3 separate regions of the Hordeum vulgare genome follow, and regions 1 and 3 are each linked to region 2. Evidence: chromatin contacts called from public Hi-C data. All regions are on one chromosome and are shown on one strand. The core of a region is the stretch at or near the end of the contact, and the rest is flanking DNA. Distances in the headings are between cores, read along the strand shown. Region 1 holds the start of LOC123399739 (calmodulin-binding protein 60 A-like). Region 2 holds the start of LOC123395915 (protein DEHYDRATION-INDUCED 19 homolog 4-like). Region 3 holds the start of LOC123452617 (cellulose synthase-like protein D4).

What was found. Hi-C and Micro-C count contacts between places; a contact is called where the count stands out from the background.
Region 1: a Hi-C map of leaf shows a contact between it and region 2, with 7 times the contacts expected there. The contact joins the promoter of LOC123399739 here to the promoter of LOC123395915 in region 2. A contact is called at or near these places in 5 of 6 Hi-C or Micro-C datasets (leaf and an unstated tissue) and 1 of 1 datasets of contacts at active chromatin or transcription factors (embryo).
Region 3: a Hi-C map of seedling shows a contact between it and region 2, with 4 times the contacts expected there. The contact joins the promoter of LOC123452617 here to the promoter of LOC123395915 in region 2. A contact is called at or near these places in 2 of 6 Hi-C or Micro-C datasets (leaf and seedling) and 1 of 1 datasets of contacts at active chromatin or transcription factors (embryo).

What each region holds. Positions count from the first base shown.
Region 1 is chr5H:108,967,856-108,970,679 of MorexV3_pseudomolecules_assembly, reverse strand. LOC123399739 (calmodulin-binding protein 60 A-like) reads left to right here and starts at 1,529. Exons shown (of 10, transcript XM_045094125.1): 1 at 1,529-1,897; 2 at 2,045-2,144. The coding sequence starts at 1,800.
Region 2 is chr5H:109,570,426-109,573,369 of MorexV3_pseudomolecules_assembly, reverse strand. LOC123395915 (protein DEHYDRATION-INDUCED 19 homolog 4-like) reads left to right here and starts at 1,655. Exons shown (of 5, transcript XM_045090940.1): 1 at 1,655-1,926; 2 at 2,027-2,187. The coding sequence starts at 1,878. It overlaps TRNAT-AGU (a tRNA gene), which reads right to left and starts at 1,249; the gene lies at 1,176-1,249.
Region 3 is chr5H:110,349,291-110,352,283 of MorexV3_pseudomolecules_assembly, reverse strand. It overlaps LOC123452617 (cellulose synthase-like protein D4), which reads right to left and starts at 1,369. Exons shown (of 3, transcript XM_045129308.1): 1 at 104-1,369; 2 at 1-14. The coding sequence starts at 1,101.

The DNA of each region.
Region 1 (2,824 bases), core at 280-2,779, 600 kb after region 2:
TGTGATGATGGGTCGTGAGACCCTATCTGTGTAATATTATTGTGAGGTTCTTCCGAGCCTTCTAAATAAAGTTTGTATGTTTATGGTTATGTTGTGATGCCATCGATGTATCTATGCATATCGGTATGCCATGCGTACATGTGTTGTACTTGATATGTATGGGGTTCGAACACCTAGTCGTATGCCTTAGTAGCACTCCTTACGAGGAAATTCCCCTTTGTGTTTCCACCGAGCCACGGTAGTTCGCTACTGCTCCGGACACATTGGTTGACCGGCATGTGTCCTTCTTAGCTGATGTGTCTATCCCTTTGGGGAAATGTCACGTGGTGTAATGGAGTCCTTGTAGCTTGCTACGACTCGCCTACACTCGTTGCTGATCGACACCTGCTTTGCTGGGTCATGTATGCCTGTCCCTGTACGGAACTGCCACTTAAGTTTATGACTAGACATGTCGACCGGGTTCTTTGACATTGGAATGCTAGCGACACAATTGCATACGCGAGTCAAAAGGCGCAAACGGTCCCGGCTAAGGTAAGGCTGCAACCGTGGGGATAACCATGCGTGAAACCGCAAAGAGATGTGATGTGTTACATGTTGGATTCCTATGGCTTATGATCGGAGTCCCGATAGTTTATTCACCCCCCCCTCACGGCCTTCTAGACATCCCTTCTAATGATCCCACAACCTCCCATGACCAAAGAGGAGGAGGTCGAGCTCATGAGGTGGGTCATGAAGGATTCCATGAACACCCACAAGGAACACCAGTAGGTGGGCCTCGAAACCATGTCGGCCCTCTCCGCGGCCGGCAACGTCATCATCCAGGAGCTCCAAATGGCCGTCAAGGAGTAGGTCGTCGAAAAGCCCCACATCACCGTTTGGAACCCCCGGCTGGTGGTTGTCCACAACGACACATATGACGAACTGGGTGGGTGTCGAGCCATGGGCGCCCATGCCGCCACGGTCACTGGACTAGTCCCATGCAGCCACCGAAGACGTCATCGGTTCACTTCCGACATCCACTAGCGTACGTACACCTCACTATGGACGACGATGAGGACGGCGAGATCCAAGACGACCACGGCGACGACCATCATCTTTTCTTAAGTTTTTTAAGTTTAAGTTATGTTTAAACGTTCGTCCGGGAGGTTGAACTATTTAATTATGTTTTAAGTCTATGTTAATGTTTAATTATGCTTTATGGTGTTTTTTAAAATGTGCAGCCAATTTTTTTATTTTAAATTTATGATTTCCGACGCGGACTTGATTTTTTTATTTCAAATTTATGATTTCTAACGCAGACTTGATTATTTTATTTTAAATTTATGATTTCCAACGCTGACAAGTTGTGATACCGTCGCGCGTTGGATGCATTGATCGATGGACGGGTAAAATCGGACAGGACAGGGGCGTCCGTTTTACCGCCCCAAGCGGATTAATCCATGGTCACGGGGAAATCGATGAGAAAAGGGCAGTTGGGCACTCCCACAGTACCCAACTTGACACTTGTGCGCACATCTCTCCTTGGAATCTTCTCCCCGGCCGCGTCGCCCCGCCCAGGAACGGGAGAAGAGGAAAAGTGCGCAACTTTTCCCTCCCGTCTCAAAACGGGGCCATATATACACCTACCGCCAACGCTAAGCGCCGATACTCCCAAGCGCACCAGAAGCACACACATTGCATTGACTAGAGTCTAGAGAGTCTAGAGCAGCAATCAAACAAGCAAGCGAGCGAGCGAGCGAGACTACCTGGCTTGACCTGCATCCCGCCGCACTGAGCAGCTAGTCAGCTAGCGCCCGCCCATGCCGGCGAAGCGGCCGCTGGAGTGTGGCGGCGGAGGGGCCTCGCCGTCGCCGGCGCGTTCGCCGGCGATGAAGAAGAGGTGCCGCTCCTTCGACCTGTGAGTCTCCCTCCCGTCTTCTTTCCCTCGCGTTCCGTCCCTTTCTTGATCCGTTCTTGTCTCCACTCGTAAGAGATGAAGGCTTATTGGGGGGATTTACTGACCGTTTGATGCGTTGGGCTGATTGATTGATTGATTACTCTGCAGGGAGATCAGGGGATGCAGGCATCTGGAGGAGCTGGTCACCAACAGCGTGCGAAGGGTGGAGGCTGCGGTTCAGTCCGCGATTGAGTCTGCCATCAGCCGGGTAACCAATCACCTCACTCCATGGAGCTACTGCTTCGGCAGGAATCCTGGATGCCATCCATTTAGAATAGTGATATATATTGATCGATCGTTTCGTAACTAACTAGTCTATTGAACGCAACCTATTTTTCCGCAATGCAATCTGATGTGACGGAACACTAGGCACCATTTAGTAGGTTGGCCATTTCAAATCATTGACATTCTGGAAAGAGATATTCTCCGGAAATTGCGGTGGTTTCAGTGTGATCCAAACGAAAACGCTGGATCTTCGGCCAGATTGAAAACCTTAGCTAATTCCAGTGGTCATCCAAATTTGATCTAAACCGAAACCGGTAACCAGAGTCCAGTTGCTGGATCCTAGTAGGATAGTTACCTCAGAAATCGTGAGTCTTTTTAGAGATTCCACTATGGACTACATACAGATGTATATAGACATACTTTAGAGTGTAGATTCATTCATTTTGCTTCATATGTAGTCCATAGTGGAATCTTTAAAATGGCTTATATTTAGGAACGGAGGGATTATATGTTTCATTAACAGAGGGTGCTATTGGTGTTGGTGATGCATAATACTATGAAGATAGCAGTCTTTCATGACCCTGTTCTTTTGTATCCCTTTGTTCCTACATATAAGACGTTTTGTTGCTTCAATTTCAACTGCCAAATTCAACTGCCAAAACG
Region 2 (2,944 bases), core at 406-2,905:
ATGTTCCTCACTTTGAGGATTTGGTAGGTGTAGGTTTGGGTTGACATCATGAGGAACTTCTTTACGTAGTTTTACCTCGACCCCCTTTAACAGTACGGTGTTCCTATGACTCAAGTGTAAAGAAAATGAAACAAAAAGAGTAAATCTTCAAGCTTCAAAGTCTTCAGAGTGTTTTCTTCGGGACACACAAAATTCCTCATCTTCAATTGCTTTATGAGGAATATCATTTTCTTCGCAATTTCTCCGCGATCAAAGTCTTCAAGGATTGACCAAAGTCTTCACTCGAAGACATACATTTTTAGGGGTCGATATTCATCGAATAACTTAAACTCCTCAGCGACTTATAGAGCATGTGTACACTTACAAACTTATTAGTATCTTAACCTATAAGTCTTCAATCCACCAAAATCACTAAGGGGCAGTAGATGCACTTACAGTAACCTTATTGTCGATGACCTCTAATTCTTGAACTATATGTCAAGCCTTGTGGAATATTCCTTCTACGCGTCATGGGCTTCCCGAAGATATCCTATCGGTGGTGACCAAAGGGAGGGTGTCCTCGGCCCGGACGACATGGCGAGAAGACGATGTGGTGAGTACCCCCTGGTCACCATCACGAGGTGATCAGGATGGGAACAAATGACGCGATAACGTGTGCGTGGAATGAGACTACCGAGGTGCCCGAGGTGAAGCCATGTTGCAGAGAAGCTTCTGACACGCAACGACAGAAGGTGGCTCAGGGGCACCATGGTGGGGAACGTGGACGAGCTTGGTTTAATTTTTGCAAACTTTTGGGTGTTTTGTTGATGGTGGTGGTGATGAACGGACACCTATCAAAATAATGTCGCATCACGAAGCCAAGCACTAATGTTCATGGTGGAGGGAGGCAATCGGGATGGGAAAAAATGCCGTGACAATCATAGTATATGCCAAAAGTTCCTTGTCGACTAGAGGGTTGTAATGGGAATCATTCAGAAAAAAGAGCAAAAAATTCTCAAAAGAGCAAAGCTCATGATTGTGTTGAACTTTCTTTAATTTCAAAAAAGGGTAGTAATGGACATTTAATAGGTCAAAACCATCGCCCATGTATGTATATCCATGCAAGCAATTAAAAAGAGCTACCTTGCTAACCACCCCTCTATTAAATGTGAAGCGAAATGCAACAAAACTATAACTGCTCTCATTGAGAGTTGAACTCAAGACCTCCCGCTTACTAAACGGGTGCTCTAACCAACTGAGCTACAAGAGCTTTTTGTGTCAGTTTTTAAGATAACTTATAATGACATTCCACTATGGTTATAACACAAACGAATAAAGCCTTGTTATTTGAGAAAAGACATACTCGTATTTGATTCATGTTACACAAGGGTAAACAGCTTCCGTTTTCAGAGCCATCTCTAAAACAAAGTTTGGTATACGTGCATTATTCCTGGACCTATATGCGAAAAAAGAACCAAGATGTACGCCATGTGAGCGTGCCATTAGGTTTACTTTTTATAGTGATGAAAACGTGCCATTAGGCGTACGCGGACAAGAATTGGCAGGCTGGATCCACGCTGGGCTTGAGGCCGCGTCAGCCCATTACCGCGCACCGAAATTCCCACCATACCGGAAGGGGCTTTCTGCAAGATGGCCTGCCCCTCCTTCCTCCCTAAGCAAAAGCTTCTCCCCCGTTCACCCAATAGCTAGCCACCCACACTCTCTCTCCTCCCCCACCCCCACACCCGGCCGTGTCGGTGTGTCTCTCCCCTCCCCCCGCCGCAAAAACCCTAGCTCTAAACCTCGCTGATCGCCGGCCCCTCCCGGCGCTGCCCGGCCTGACCCCGGCCAGGCCAGGAAGCCAAAGGGCCCTCCCCCCCTCCCCAGCCGGCGGCGCCATGGACATGGACACCTTCGAACGCCTCCAGACCGAGAGCAGGCTCCGCGGTTCGTGCTTCGCCGCCCCAAAGATCCGATCTTGGCTCCAAATCGCGTGATTTCGAGGGTTTCCCCAGGAGGTTTTTGATGGGGTTTTGTGCTCTGGCAGATGCGCTCATGCGGCTCGAGGAGGCGGAGGAGACCGACGACGACGAGGAGAGGGGCGCGGAGGAGGATGAGCTGGAGTGCCCCTTCTGCGGGGAGGAGTTCGACGGCGTCGGCCTGTGCTTGCACATCGACGACGAGCACCGGGCGCAGACCAAGGCCGGGGTAATTTCATCTCAACCTTCGTGGAAACATGTACTAATACCTAGTGCCTTTCAGGCGCATCTAGCGCAAAAATTAGGGTTTGTTGTTAATCTCTTGTGTAGCATGCTGACATTGTTGTTCCTGTAGTCCCGGGGAAATGCTTGTATGTGTGTGGTGATTTTACTTATCATTTTGATAGTATTACTTTTAATTTGAAAGGTGGGAATTTGGGCCGTATGAGTTGCGCATACTCACATAGTATGCATGTTTTAGATGCCTTCAGTTTTTGAGCTAAGATATTGCTGTGTACAGGGTTGGTATTTTCCTGCTGCATAGGGTTCTTTTCCTCATGATTGCATCTGATAGTGCTTAATCTTACATTAGATATTTGAGCTAAGAATTTAGAGTGCTTCTGCTGCATACAGTGCATGTTTGAGCTGCTTTCAATTATCACTCTAAGGTTTGCTTGCAAATATTAATTTTTAACGGTAAATATAGTATTTTTGGGTGTTTAAGTTGCTTGCGCGATAAGTTATAAGCTAGCTGAAGGCTTGACTTAGGGGTTGTTTGGTCGGTCTTTTACATGGCCTTTTCTGTTTGGCTTATAAGCCAAAAATACACCTATTTAGCTGCTTTTGGCCATAAACCAAAGGCAAAACTAAAAGCACCTTAATTGGTGCTTTTTTTTTTTGGCTTATAAGCCAAAGTGAAAAAGCAAGTAAAAGCCCAATCAAACACCCTCTTACCTTTTTGGGCTTCATTTTTCTACTTCTGCAAG
Region 3 (2,993 bases), core at 120-2,619, 780 kb before region 2:
TCGCGATCAGCATCCTGCGCGGAGCAGAGGAAGAAGCGACAAGTCAAGGAGCCTGTATGGCGAGGGAGCAAAAATCACTTGTTTTTACAGGAGGAATTGGTACCTGTATGGGCTGAGGATGGCCTGAGAGACGCTGGTCTTCCTCGTCAGGGGCCGGCGGCAGCGGGCACCGAAGTTGGGCGGCTCCTCGATGCCGACGAATCCGGTGGTGGCCCCAGCAGTGCTGCCGCCGCCGTGGTCATTCTTGGGCCATAGGGCGTTGCCGTACCCATAGGTGCCCTTGGTCTCGAAGAGCCACCGGGCATGGTCGAAGTCGGCCGGCTTGCCGCCGCCATTGCCGTTGCTGCTGGGCATGGGCATCTTGATGGAGTGCACCATGGAGAAGCGCTTGGATATGGATGTCATGGGCATCTGGTCCCTCTCCTCCGACGAGGAGATGGCGTCGTCGTCGTCCTCGTCGACAGAGTCGTCGGTGTCGCTGCCCGCGGAGTAGGCCTCCTTGCAGCCTGGGCAGTTGCCGGCGGCGGCAACGCAGTCCATGTAGCACTCCTCGCAGATCATGAAGCCGCAGTCACAGGGCGGGTGGCCGCCGCGGCCGGTGTTGAGGAATGCCGGCATGTCGCAGCCGCGCATTTTGCAGGACATGTTCGCGGAGGCGGTCGGCCGAGCGCCGTCGGCGGAGTTGCTGAGCACGTGCGCGCGCGTGGCGCAGTTGAGGCCGCCGGTGAAGATGGTGCCTGAGACGTAGCTCCTCTGCGGCAGCACCTCCCCCTCCTCCTCAGCCGCGGGCGCGTCCGTCGACGCGGACGCCGTCGTCCTGTCCGGCGTCGGCGGGATGTGCACGGTGTATTGCACGAACTCGGCGCTCGCATCGGCGCCATCCCTCGACGCGTACCGGCTGCCCCCGCTCCGGCGCACCGGCGAGACCTGCAGCGTCGCAGTGGAGGAGCCGATGGAGTGCCTGGGCACGGGGCTGGTGAGCCCGGACCCCCTCCTCACGACCCCATCCCCGGGGCTCCCGCCGCCACCAGCCTTCCCTCGCGTCGGCGACACGGTCACCGTCACCGGCGATCCCGCCGGCAACGACAGCCGCCGCGACATCCCTCCACCGAATCACCTCCGCCTCCTCCAAATCAGCTCAAAGCTCCAAACGATCAAAAGAAGCAAGAAGCTCAGCACACGAAGCAGCAGCAAGCACTGGGGGCTCAGCAGCTCAAACCGATTCCTCGCGCTCAAAGAAAGGGAGGAAAAGAAGGCAGCCGGTCGGAATTATAGCGAGATCTGCGAAGGTGGGGCGGTGGAGAGGAAGGATTGAGCAATTGATTGGGGGCCTCGGGGGGCGGGAGGAGGATCTGAGCGATGGCAGAGGTGGTCGCCGGCGGGGCGTTATTTATTCCCCTCGGTTCCGTCTCCGGTTTCGAAAACGGCGAGCCCAACGGTCGGGTATGAGTCGGCTCTGACGTGCGAGCGCTTCGAGTGGGGCAACGGTCGGTGGAAGCCAGCCGTGAGATGTCGGATCGGACGGCTGAGGTTTGATTCGGCTGAGCGGGGCGAGAGCATGAGGAGGGGACGGAAAGGAGAGGGAGCCGTTTGGCCGGGAGTGAGAACCACGTGGGGCCGGGGAGGCTGACGGGTGGGCCATAGGAGAAGGACCTGGCACCGGATTCTTGGGGTTGAACTCGTGATTGGGTTCCCATTTCTTTTGTTTGACCGACAGTAAAGATTGGGGTTTTTTCCTTTGTCTTGTCCAGTTTAGTTTTTTCTTTTTGCGGAAAAGCTTAGCTTTTTTACTTTTACCTGAGACCGACGACCATAGTGAAAGTAACTTCAAGAATAACATCAGATCCAACTTACAAAATTTGTCTACGAGACAGTTGGTTAACGAGGAACGAGATAAATTGAGTATTACTCATTTTATGAATAATATAACACATATTAAGATTAAATGAATAAATGAAGCTTTGTATGGCACTACACGTATGTTATTATCCACTATGGAGATATCCCTCATTTCCGATTTGTAGAGCTCATATCAGAAATTTCAGATTTTCATTATATTAGGCTCATTTTAAATCTAAATGACTTAAAATGCTTGGGGTCTCACATCATATTTAATTCATAGTGATAAGAGAAAGAAAATTAGTGGTTATGTGTGCATCTTTTTTTACATGCACCATGCAAGTCTAATGAAAGGGGGTGCTACATTTATTGCTTTCAGAATGGAATATGTAAAAAATATTTTATTGGTTAGTTAAAACTAGTGTCATTCACTCACAATTCATCTTGATTAATGAAATTTCCGATTTAAGACCTATAAACCAAAAAGGAGGGAGTAATAACATAGTCCAAAATAGCGTGTATGTTACTAGTAAGTTATTCTCCACTATGACTAGTCTCACAGATGTGATGGGCTCCATTGGTGCATTTCATTCTCGTTTTCAATGTAGTATCATCATTGCATCTCCGGATGTACATGTGCATGTTGGACATAGTTGACAATCAACGTGTGTTGGACCATTCATAATCCAACTTACGTAAATCTGGTCTCCTGTATTGTAATGCCCCAAGAGTGTACCTTTCCTTATTTGGAACCTTCTCTATGTGGGTCCACCTTGTCATTGATATGAGAGCTCAATGCATATGATTTCATGTGATGTCACCTTGTTTATTCTTCCTTTGCATGCATGCATTCCATATAATTCCATGTATTGTGTTTGGTGCCTTGTGATCTTATGTGATGTGTGTGGTTAGTGGAGTGATATGTGGTTGGATAGTAGGAATAACTTTGTGGTTTGCATAGGCTTCAAAACCATCTTCCTCTTATTTATCTCAAGATCAAGTTCCTCTTTTCCATTCCTATTTCTAAAATGCCCATGTGTTAGCATTGTATTGTGGTGGATATGAGATGTGGATTTGTTGTTTTGAAAAAAGGTTTTAATGGTGCAAATAATTACAAAATAGATCCAATAATACTGTTTTGTAAATATTTAGTT